3 separate regions of the Mus musculus genome follow, and regions 2 and 3 are each linked to region 1. A link is a contact called in public HiChIP or PLAC-seq data. All regions are on one chromosome and are shown on one strand. Each heading gives the region's core, a stretch centred on a gene start, on an enhancer-like site or on the middle of the called end of the contact. The rest is flanking DNA. Distances are from core to core; before and after follow the strand shown. Region 1 overlaps Smap2 (small ArfGAP 2). Region 2 overlaps Rragc (Ras-related GTP binding C). Region 3 overlaps Heyl (hairy/enhancer-of-split related with YRPW motif-like).

Region 1 (3,159 bases), core at 243-2,742:
TATAAGAGCTGGAAAGCCCAGTTCTTACCAAGGCCCAACAAGTCCATGACAGGGGCTGCAGATTTCGGAGAGCTTTTCCGAGGTAGCTGTGCGTCTTCTTTTTTCTGTGGCTAAGATGAAAAAAATGTTATAAAAAAGAGCAAGCAGTTGTTTTTGACACACGCGTACCCCCATCACTGTGAAGCCACAGGTATTCTTGTGGTATGGCTGTTTGTCAAAGACAGTTACCAAAGAAACAAGGCTCAGGAAGTGCCAGGAAGCATGAGTGCATGAACGGAACTGGAAGTGAGAGAGAGCCCTGGTAAACAGTGCCCTGGTTGGCCTGTTTGGAGAGGCTTAGCCTCAGTATGTGGGAACACAAAGCCTTTTAGTTTATTCTAAAGATCACTTTAAAGAGTTCAGATCTACTCTGCCATAATCAAAATGGACTGATTCCACAGATGAGATTCATAGTGATAGGAAAGGGTTTTTCCTTAAGCAATAGTATAAAACTCTTGAGGATGAAGAGATGGCTCAATGGTTAAACACAGGCTGATCTTGAAGAGGACCCACGTTTACTTTCCAACACCCACATGTTGACTCTAGACTAGACTCTAGTGTCTAGGGGGACACAATACCTTCTTCTGGTCTCTGCAGGCACTAGGCACACATGTGGTGCACATATACACACACGCAGGTAAACATTCACATACATCAGACAAAGATAAACAAGCCTTTAGAAAAAAATTGAAAATCTTTTCTCTTATGATTATAAGCCCCTAGAGAATCTACTACACAGCCATAGTGTGTGCCAGGGGAAGAAGGGAGCATGACCTGACTTCTGCACTACTCCAAGGTGCAACAGGGAGATGAGGCAAGAAGTCTGACAAGGACTAACACAGAGGGAACGAACATCTGCTTCGAAGGTATCACATTGACCCTGCACACTGGCAGGGAGCAGGCATCATGCTCAGAAGGGAAAGAGAGTCCCTAAGCGTCCATCTGGCTTCCTGTCATAGAGAAGAGCTATAAGCTAGGTGTAGTGTGGCACCTTATTAACCTCAGTATGTGGGAAGGTCTCTGCGAGCTCAAGGCTAGCATGACCTATAGAATGAGTTCCAGGGCTACATAGTGAAATCCTCTCTCATTATAAAAAAAGAGGAAGAAAGAAAGAAAGAAAGAAAGAAAGAAAGAAAGAAAGAGAGAGAGAGAGAGAGAGAGAGAGAGAGAGAGAGAGAGAGAAGGAAGGAAGGAAGGAAGGAAGGAAAGAAAGAAAGAAAGAAAGAAAGAAAGAAAGAAAGAAAGAAAGAAAGAAAGAAAGAAAGAAAGGAAGGAAGAAAATTTTTAAAAAAAGGATAGAAGGAGAAGAGAGGAGAGATGGGGTAGGGAGGGAAAGAGAAGGGAGCAGGGGGTGCTAGATAATAAGAGAGCAAGAAAAGCTATAGAGCACATTAGACAGCAACTGGCAATGGGCAAGCAGCAGGTGCTCTATGGGCCTTTAGTCCCAGTGCAACAGTGCAGTATGGTTTCAAACCCGCGCACCGCTGAGCCTCCCGCCCGCCACTCTCCTCCTGCAGGTTCGTGTGTGGACATGGGACCACCCACATGGTGAGAAGCTCCCCACTTACCATTTTTACTTTCTCAAAAACAACAGGTTCCATCTTTTTCTCCGGAGCGGGTTCATTCCCTCGTTTCCACTTATCATCCTTCTCTTTCTAAAGTGATGTAACAGGACAATGATAGCTTAGCCTTAGCACAATTAGTGTTTCAGAGCTACAATCCAAATGCAGGCAGGGCATCAAAGTTCACTAAAGATTCTGATGCAGAAATGCAACCAATTTGGTGTGGGGTGTGAGTACTGATCTTCCTCATTAGCCTCCTTACTGAATGAGGCAGACCCCACATTTTAAGGACTCAACCCTTTTTGAAATCTGTAATACAGACAGACAATCTATGGAAGTTTAAAAGTTGCCACACATTTGTGCCCTTTATCTCCTATGTGTTATACATAACTATAAACAGCCAAAAAGGTCTCAAGAAATAAATACTAAAGGCAGGCAAGGTGGTAAATGCTTGTAATCTCATCATTTAGAACATTGTGGCAGGAGAATTTTGAGTTTGAGACCAGTCTAGGATATACAACAAAGATACTCAAAACAACAATCCCCATACAAGAAAATCTCTCTCAGTTTTTGTTGCTCTTTTGAACTCTGGTCCTCTGTAAATGCATCAAGTGCTCTTAACCACTGGGCCACGTCTCCAGCCTTTTCTTAACCGCTGGGCCACGTCTCCAGCCTTTTCACCTCTATTTTTAAAATTAGGAAACAAAGCTAGAGGCTGGGCATAGTGACACAAACTTGCCTGCACTTAAAAAGTTCACAGGCAGGCTGGAGAAATGGCTCAGAGGTTAAGAACACTGGCTGCTCATCCAGAGGGCCTGAGTTCAATTTCCAGCAACCACATGGTGGCTCACAACCATCTGTAATTGGGTCTGATTCCCTCTCCTGGTATATGTGAAGACAGATCACTCATATACATAAAAATAAGAAAATATACATTTAAAAAAGAAAGAAAGAAACAAACAAACAGAGAGAAAAAGGAAGGAAGAAAAAGACAGACAGACAGACAGAGAAAGAAAGAAAGAAAGAAAGAAAGAAAGAAAGAAAGAAAGAAAGAAAGAAAGAAAGAAAGGAAGAAAGAAAGGAAGAAAGAGAGAGAGAGATGGAAACAATCTGGCAGGGCTTGGTGGTATAGAATCCCAACACTCGGATATAAAGGCAGTGGATCTCCAGTTCAAGGACAACCTGGGCTACAGAGTCAGTTCCAGACCAGTCTGGGATATTTAGCAAGACCCTATCTCAAGCCTTCCAAAAGACTCTATAGTAAAAAGTCAAATGTACCACTAAGCTGTCCATCCCAGAAATGCTAACAAAAACCTTAAGTGACAACAGTCCTGCTAATGGAGGGGAAAGAAACTGTTTCATCTGCTCAGCAGGAGATGCAACAATGACCACAGAAATATAGATGGAGCATGTACACCATGTGAGATGTTTGCGAGGAGACATCCTTTATAACTAGATTCTGGTTATGCCTCTGAGGAAGGCACACACCCAGATGAGTCATTAGGGGACAACGAGAACAAGCATGGGTTCTTCCTCTTAATTTTCATATTTCCTGTAA
Region 2 (3,159 bases), core at 487-2,986, 3.0 Mb after region 1:
GGTCTCTGCGAGACTGAAGATTCGAGGTTCTTGCCCATGGCAGCCCTTTGAGAGCTCCTTAGTAAAAGACTGTTCAAGCTGGTTTCAAAGCACAGAGCCACTCACACCAGAAACACAAAGGGTGGAGATGCCCAGCTGCTGGTGAAGATGTGTGAACAGGTTCAATCAGCTGTGCATTTGGGCAAATAAAACTTTATTGAATTAAAAAAATAAAAGATTACACATAAAATATTTGACGAATACATCTGAGTTTCCGCAATAAGTCTCTCAAATATAGATTTACTACATGAACATTCCTTAAACTATGTAGAAATTTATAAAATACCAAAACCCAAAAGATTTTGTAGCCTAGACCAGAGGAAGAATGAAAACATTCTAGCAAATAGCCTCTTGCCTAGCCCTCAGCCTTCCGTGTGTCAAGACCAGAATACCCAGGGTGCTGTTAGCCTGTATTCTTTCTAATGCACCTCCCCTTCTCTGTCTGTCTGTCTGTCTGTGTGCCTGCTTTGTCAGTGCCCTCCTTCTGCTCCCTGTGAGTAGAGTACCTTACCTTGTCTTGTCTGTTTCTGTTTACTCTCGCTGATTACCCGCTGTCCTTTGTTGTACTACCTTCTGTAAGGAAAATAAGATGGCCTGTTGTTCCTCAGGAAACGTTTGTATTTTCTATTCTTAAAAGTTGACCAGTAGAACACATTCTTTTAAAAAAAGGAAAAGCTAATCAAAAGTTTTTAAGCTAGTTTCACATTTTTAAACGCTTATTTTGTCTATCCCCCATGGTGCTCATGTGAAGATCAGACAGTGTTCAGGAGTATGTTCTCGCCTTCTGCCTTGTTGAGACAGTCTCACTTGTTTCTTGTGTTCTCTGGACTCCAGGCTCACTGGCCCAGTTATGCTGAGCCCCTTTAGGGCGTGTTGCTTCCTGCTTTTGCTTGGATGTATTTTGACTAAAACTCAGATAAACATACTTGCTTTGGAAGTTTTTTTCAGTTTTTTGGTTTTTTTTTTGTTTTTGAGAGAGGTTTTCAAGTAGCACAGGCTAGCCTCAAAGTTGATATATGTAGTAGAGGATAACCTTGAATTTCTGATCCTCCTAAGCACTAGGATTACTGGTATCTGTTACCACAGTGGTTTTATATGGTCCTGGGGATGGAAGCCAGCTACATCCCCAATTCAGCACCTTAAAATCTTGCATAGAGAGTTTTGACCCAAAACAAAACAAAAAACCTAAGTCTACTTTTTAAAGTCATTAGTATATTTTCTTTCTTTATTAACCATTAAATCTGTCTTATTGCCATGCATGAATAGCTAACTAGATGTCTCTTGTTCTTTCTGTCCCTTGCAGTCTTGCATTTGCTAAAAGCAAGTGTTTACATAGCCGTGTCCCCAACCAAGAATGTGCTTTAACATTTTTTAAATTGAAAATATGTGTGTGTGTGTGTGTGTGTGTGTGTGTGTGTGTGTGTGTGCGCGCGCACGCGTGCGTGCAGGGGCTGTGCATACCATGGTATACATACGGAGGCCAAAGCACAAGTTCTTTTCACTTCTTGCTTTCACTTTTATGCAGGTTCTGGGGATTGAACTCAGGTCATCAAGCTTGCATGATGTAATGTTCTCATGTTAGTGTATGACTTGAGATCCTGTAGCTCAACACTAGAAACTGCAGCTGTTTACAGCTGCTGGCTGTGGGTCCAGCCATAGAGGTTCATGTTGCTGTGTTGCTTGTCAGCTGGTGCCTTCTCTCACTTCCTGTGTGGTACAGAATAGGATCTCCTTGACCTCTGGCTATCAGCTGACAGACAGCACAGAGCACTTGCATTTCCTCTTCTTCCATCAGGAGGAAGCTGCTTTCTTTATACTCTTAAAGCACATGGTTCACTCTTCCCAACTGCTGTGATATTGGAAACTGCTTGGAACTGAATTAAAACCCTAAGTTTGAGTCCATATCTTGCCAGGTATCCTTTTACTTTTTATAACCTGGAGTCTTAGGACTTTAACGTTGGTGTAATTCTCTTATTTGTATTTAGATTACTCTGTTCTGCTCCCTTGCCTTCACTCTTAACTCCCAAAGTTAAGTGCTTAAACAGGTTAATAGTAACGATTCTGGGTTGTTGTGGGATCAAATTAATATATGAAAAGGTAACCTGTAAAATTTAGAGCAATTTAAACAATAATCTGTCTGTCATGAAAATAATGCAGGAGGTAGTAAAGACAGGACAGGAGGAAACATTGTTTCCCACCAGATACCTGTTGTAGCCTTTCCTTTTCAGTATGGTTGCCTTTACTTTTTAAACAGTTTTTTTGAAATACTTTTTTCTCTATCTATGAAAGGCCAGGCTGTCCATTCTCATCCCTCAAACTCTTGAGTGCCTGTGTCTTTCACCCTCATTTGAAAGGCAGATACTTCTTGAAGATTTATTTTGTGTATTATGAGTATGTGTCTGTGTCTGCATGAGTTTTTATGTTCGTTGTGGTATGTAAGCCCTCGGAGGCCAGAGAGCATAGCAGATTGCTGAAACTGGGGTTACAGGGCTCTGAGCTGCCTTGATGTGTGTGTGTGCTGGGAACCAAGCGTGAGTCCTCTAGAGGAGCAGTAAGTGCTTGTTAGCCAGTGGGCCATCTTCTCAGCCCCCGAACACCTCTACTAAAGAGGCAGTTTTGGCAACTCTTAATGCCTAGCAGGTGCAGGCATATACATGCTATGGTACCACATGCGGAAGTTAGAGAACAGCTTATTAGGAGTCATTTCTGTTTCCACTTGTGGATCAATCAAACTCTAGTTGTTAGACTTGGCAGCAAACTCCTTGACCTTGTCATCACTCAAACTCTTTAAAAAGTTGTTGATTTTTAACATAATTCCTCCCTCTCTCTGGCTGGGGTTGATCTTTGATAGACTTATGTATTTTCTTGATTCCATTTCTTTGTTTGTTTGTTTAATTTGTAAGGAAACAACAAAAGGTGTCTGAGAAAATGCGTAATTGGTTTGGCATGTAGAATATACCCTGTAGTAGCTGGCTGAGGCTGTGGCAGGTCCTCGGGGGTCATGTACCTGGAGGGAAGTGGGGAGAGTAGGCCCTCAGAGCACAGTCTGGGCAGGTGAGTGGCCTGGCCAGCAGGGCATTCATTGCAGTGTCAGTGGTTCAGAGCTACAGTTAGAGACTG
Region 3 (3,159 bases), core at 394-2,893, 2.3 Mb after region 1:
TTGTCCCCAGTGAACCAGAGACGCTCTGTAAACAAGCTGCCCTACAGATCTCAGGCCCTGCCTCCAGGGCCCTGGCTCCCAAGGGCTTTCACAGGCCTCTGAGCAGCTCTGTTTGTCCAGATGTGAGGGTGAGAGATACATTTTTCCAGATGTGCCTGGAACAGACCTGCAGCATGTGGTATCTGCTCTCTCCCAAAGCCACCTTTCTGTGAAGTGTTGATGAAAATGACCCAACCTCAGATGCCATGAAGATAGTCACATAGGCTGAGACCCTCCTGGTGAATCAGAAGGCAGATTTCTGGGGTATCACCATTCTCTGTGACAGTAAAGATAAGAAAGGAAGTAAGAATTCCGACCACAAGCTCCGCTGTGTCCCATGCTTGTTGAAGACGTGAGCTATACTAGTGTGTGAAACAGACACACACTCCACACTCACGAGCCTGTTGGAGAGATGGATGTTAATCAAATAATCATGCAAGAGTAAAACAATAAGCCAACATAAATGTGGTGGATGCAGGAGCCTGGGAAAGGGAACATAATGGACTAATAATTGTAAAGAAAAGAGAAGGGCAGGGAGGCGCTCCTAAAGGAGGTGACATTGGGTGGCAATCTGGGGGACAGTTGAAGTTAAACTTGTGGTGAGGAGATGGGCTGAACCAGAGACTTCTAGAGCACAGAACACATATGAAAATGTAGGGCACTGGATGCTTTCACAGACTGGGGCTTGCAGAGCAAGAGACAGTCAGAACTAAGAGGTGACAGGAATCAGCTGGACTAACCGAAGGACGGATCTTAAAAGCACTGAGAAGCCACCAAGATTTAAGATGGACAAGATCAAGTTTGCATTTCAATGATCACTGGTAGTGGAAGTACAAAGGGTACAGGGGACCCAAGGAAAAGTTCTTCTTGTAAGCCTGCGAGTGAGAGACATAGAGGAGCTTGGAGATCAAGGAGAGAGATAAAACTATACAGATGTGGGACAGGCAGGTTTTAACCAGGAGGGTGAAGACAAGGGTTGAGCCAAAGAATGTTCCAGAGGACTAGAAGCTGGGGGAGGGGGGACCTTTGCTGGGATAAAACTTGGGTAGAACAAGGAGCAGGTGTTGAGCAAGGTCATGTTTGAGATGTTTGTTGGCATTCCAAAATGGCAGGAGAGGCACCTTGCCCAAAGTTGTGGAGCTGAGCATCAGTAGGGTTGGGTCCTCGATGCTCTCCAGTGAACCTCTGCCATCTGACAGGGCAGCTAGAGCAAAAGGCCATCCTGACTGGAAGCAGTTGGAGTGGTTATTCTGGTCAACATCTGGGCAGGAAACCCCTAGGTTAGAGTCTTTGTAATACAGCTGTTGGGGTTGGAGCAAACATCCATCATCCAGCCTGAGCTACAGGGGAAGGCACCGGCATGGGAGGGAGAGCGAGGATACCCGGACCCGTGCCTTCTGGGAGGCCAGAGCAATGTCCCCAAGCGTGCGAGAGGAGACTGTGACCCAGATGCCGCCTCCGCCTCGCCCCCGGCCGCGCCGCGTGGGAGGAGGCGGCAGCTGCGGGCCGGGCGGAGGGCGGGCGGCGGCGCTCCGGCCCGTGGGAAGCGGCGGCATCTGTGCTTTCCACGCTCCTTCTCAGCGGCTAGCTCTGAAATATAACCCGCCCGGCCCGGCCGGCCGCCGCTGGCCCGCGCCCTCAGTCAGCCCGCCCCCGGGATCGGGTTGCAGGACCCGAGAGGGAGCATCTTGGTTCGCGGTTCCCCGACGGCTTGCTGCCCACGGGGGCAGGGGCTAAGCGAGCAACTCGTGGCCACCAGGGGCTAACAGGCAGGAAGCTGGGAGAGCATGGAGGTCTTGGCCCTGAAGAAATGGGTCTCCGGGGAGAAAGGGAGAGCGGGCGAGCTCTCTCATGCATGTTCTGCGCCCCTTCCTGGCCTAGGAGACTGTGGCCACCTGGGAGCCCCGCCCTTACGCACCCCATTCCCCCACTCCCTCCGGGCCTGCTGCCAGCTGGGCCTCCCAGGTCAGCCTAGGCCAGGGAGATGATCCTTCAGCTCTGAGAAACTAGCCTTTCTCTTCCTCTGCAGCCAGATGGCCAGGCCGCTGACTACCCCCAGCCCTTCGCAGATGCAAGCCCGGAAGAAGCGCAGAGGGGTGAGTGTGCAACAGCCTTTGAGGTGCTTAACAGCCACTGAGACGCTCAAGCAGGGTTTGCAAATCAATCCCAGGAGACCGTGCCCAACATCCCAGCCGGCTGCACAGGTTCAAACCCAAGCTCTGCCAATTGGATTCCTGGAGGCTGGGCATGCCACCTCCCCTCCAGTCCCTTGCTTCTTCCTCTGAGTGACAGGTGGCACCTACCTCAAAAGACTAACTTGGTTGTTTTTTCAAATTCACTTTGTAGTTTAGGATGCTCTTGAACTCCTAATCCTGCTGGCTTGGCCTCCCAAGTGCTGACATCACAGGCCTGCATCATCGCTTGGTTTTTACAGTACTGAGGATTTAGTTAATTCAGGCCTCATATACACTAGACGCAAGCACAGTGGGAACTGAACTTCATCCCCAACTGCCAAAGGGCTATTCTTAAGACAGAGTACATCACCATAAACTCTGAGCGCCATCCATTAATACTTTTATTATAGTCTGCCCTCTGCCCAGTTTTCCTCTGAACCCATAACTTTCTTTCGTGTGTTAAGCCAGGAGGTGTGCAGAGGGCAGCTCACTGCTAGCCGCTCTCCGTCTTAATCCGCCTCACCTTTTCTTGAGCATCCAGAGGCCTAGGATCCAGCCAGAGCCAGCCAGTCACTCATTTACTCACTCCCCAGAAGACATGGTCAAACCGTCTTTCCCAGCTTCATATTCTGTCTCGAAAAAGTGAAGGATTATAATTCCTGCCCAGCTCCGAGGATTCTGTTGCCAGAATTGCAGGGGAAACAGATAGTGTGCATGAAGGCCTCTGTGGCTGAAGAGAGCAAAACTCAGAATTCTGGTGTTGTCATGACCCAGTAACTGGCCTAGCAGAGTCCCCCAGGTCTACACCACTGCTAAGGCTGCATATCCCTGTCCTGATGGGCAGTAAATATTGTCCCTATAGACTAGTACAAGAGGCCTGAGTGCTAGTCCCAGCTCTAAGTTTATACTGTATGACATTAAGCAAATTATTGTCAGTCTTAACTTT

The links. HiChIP or PLAC-seq counts read pairs in DNA pulled down with a chosen protein or histone mark.
Region 2: a contact with region 1 is called in an H3K27ac HiChIP or PLAC-seq map of large pre-B cells, with 4 times the contacts expected there. The contact joins two enhancer-like sites. A contact is called at or near these places in 2 of 39 promoter capture datasets (both in liver) and 1 of 115 datasets of contacts at active chromatin or transcription factors (large pre-B cells).
Region 3: a contact with region 1 is called in an H3K27ac HiChIP or PLAC-seq map of large pre-B cells, with 8 times the contacts expected there. The contact joins two enhancer-like sites. A contact is called at or near these places in 4 of 39 promoter capture datasets (the 3T3-L1 cell line, hippocampal neurons, liver and 1 more) and 1 of 115 datasets of contacts at active chromatin or transcription factors (large pre-B cells).

What each region holds. Positions count from the first base shown.
Region 1 is chr4:120,975,344-120,978,502 of GRCm38.p6, forward strand. Smap2 (small ArfGAP 2) reads right to left here. Exons shown (of 10, transcript NM_133716.3): 5 at 1,608-1,694; 6 at 29-110. Among named protein-coding and RNA genes, the nearest start is that of Mir7015, 3.6 kb to the left of the region's middle. Within about 2 kb of position 1,493, at least 10 of the 459 cell types and tissues checked have an H3K27ac peak or open chromatin away from gene starts, as enhancers often do.
Region 2 is chr4:123,926,430-123,929,588 of GRCm38.p6, forward strand. The region is part of intron 5 of Rragc (Ras-related GTP binding C); the gene reads left to right. Among named protein-coding and RNA genes, the nearest start is that of Rragc, 11 kb to the left of the region's middle. Within about 2 kb of position 1,737, at least 88 of the 459 cell types and tissues checked have an H3K27ac peak or open chromatin away from gene starts, as enhancers often do.
Region 3 is chr4:123,238,063-123,241,221 of GRCm38.p6, forward strand. It overlaps Heyl (hairy/enhancer-of-split related with YRPW motif-like), which reads left to right. Exons shown (of 5, transcript NM_013905.3): 2 at 2,069-2,135. Among named protein-coding and RNA genes, the nearest start is that of Heyl, 6.1 kb to the left of the region's middle. Within about 2 kb of position 1,644, at least 96 of the 459 cell types and tissues checked have an H3K27ac peak or open chromatin away from gene starts, as enhancers often do.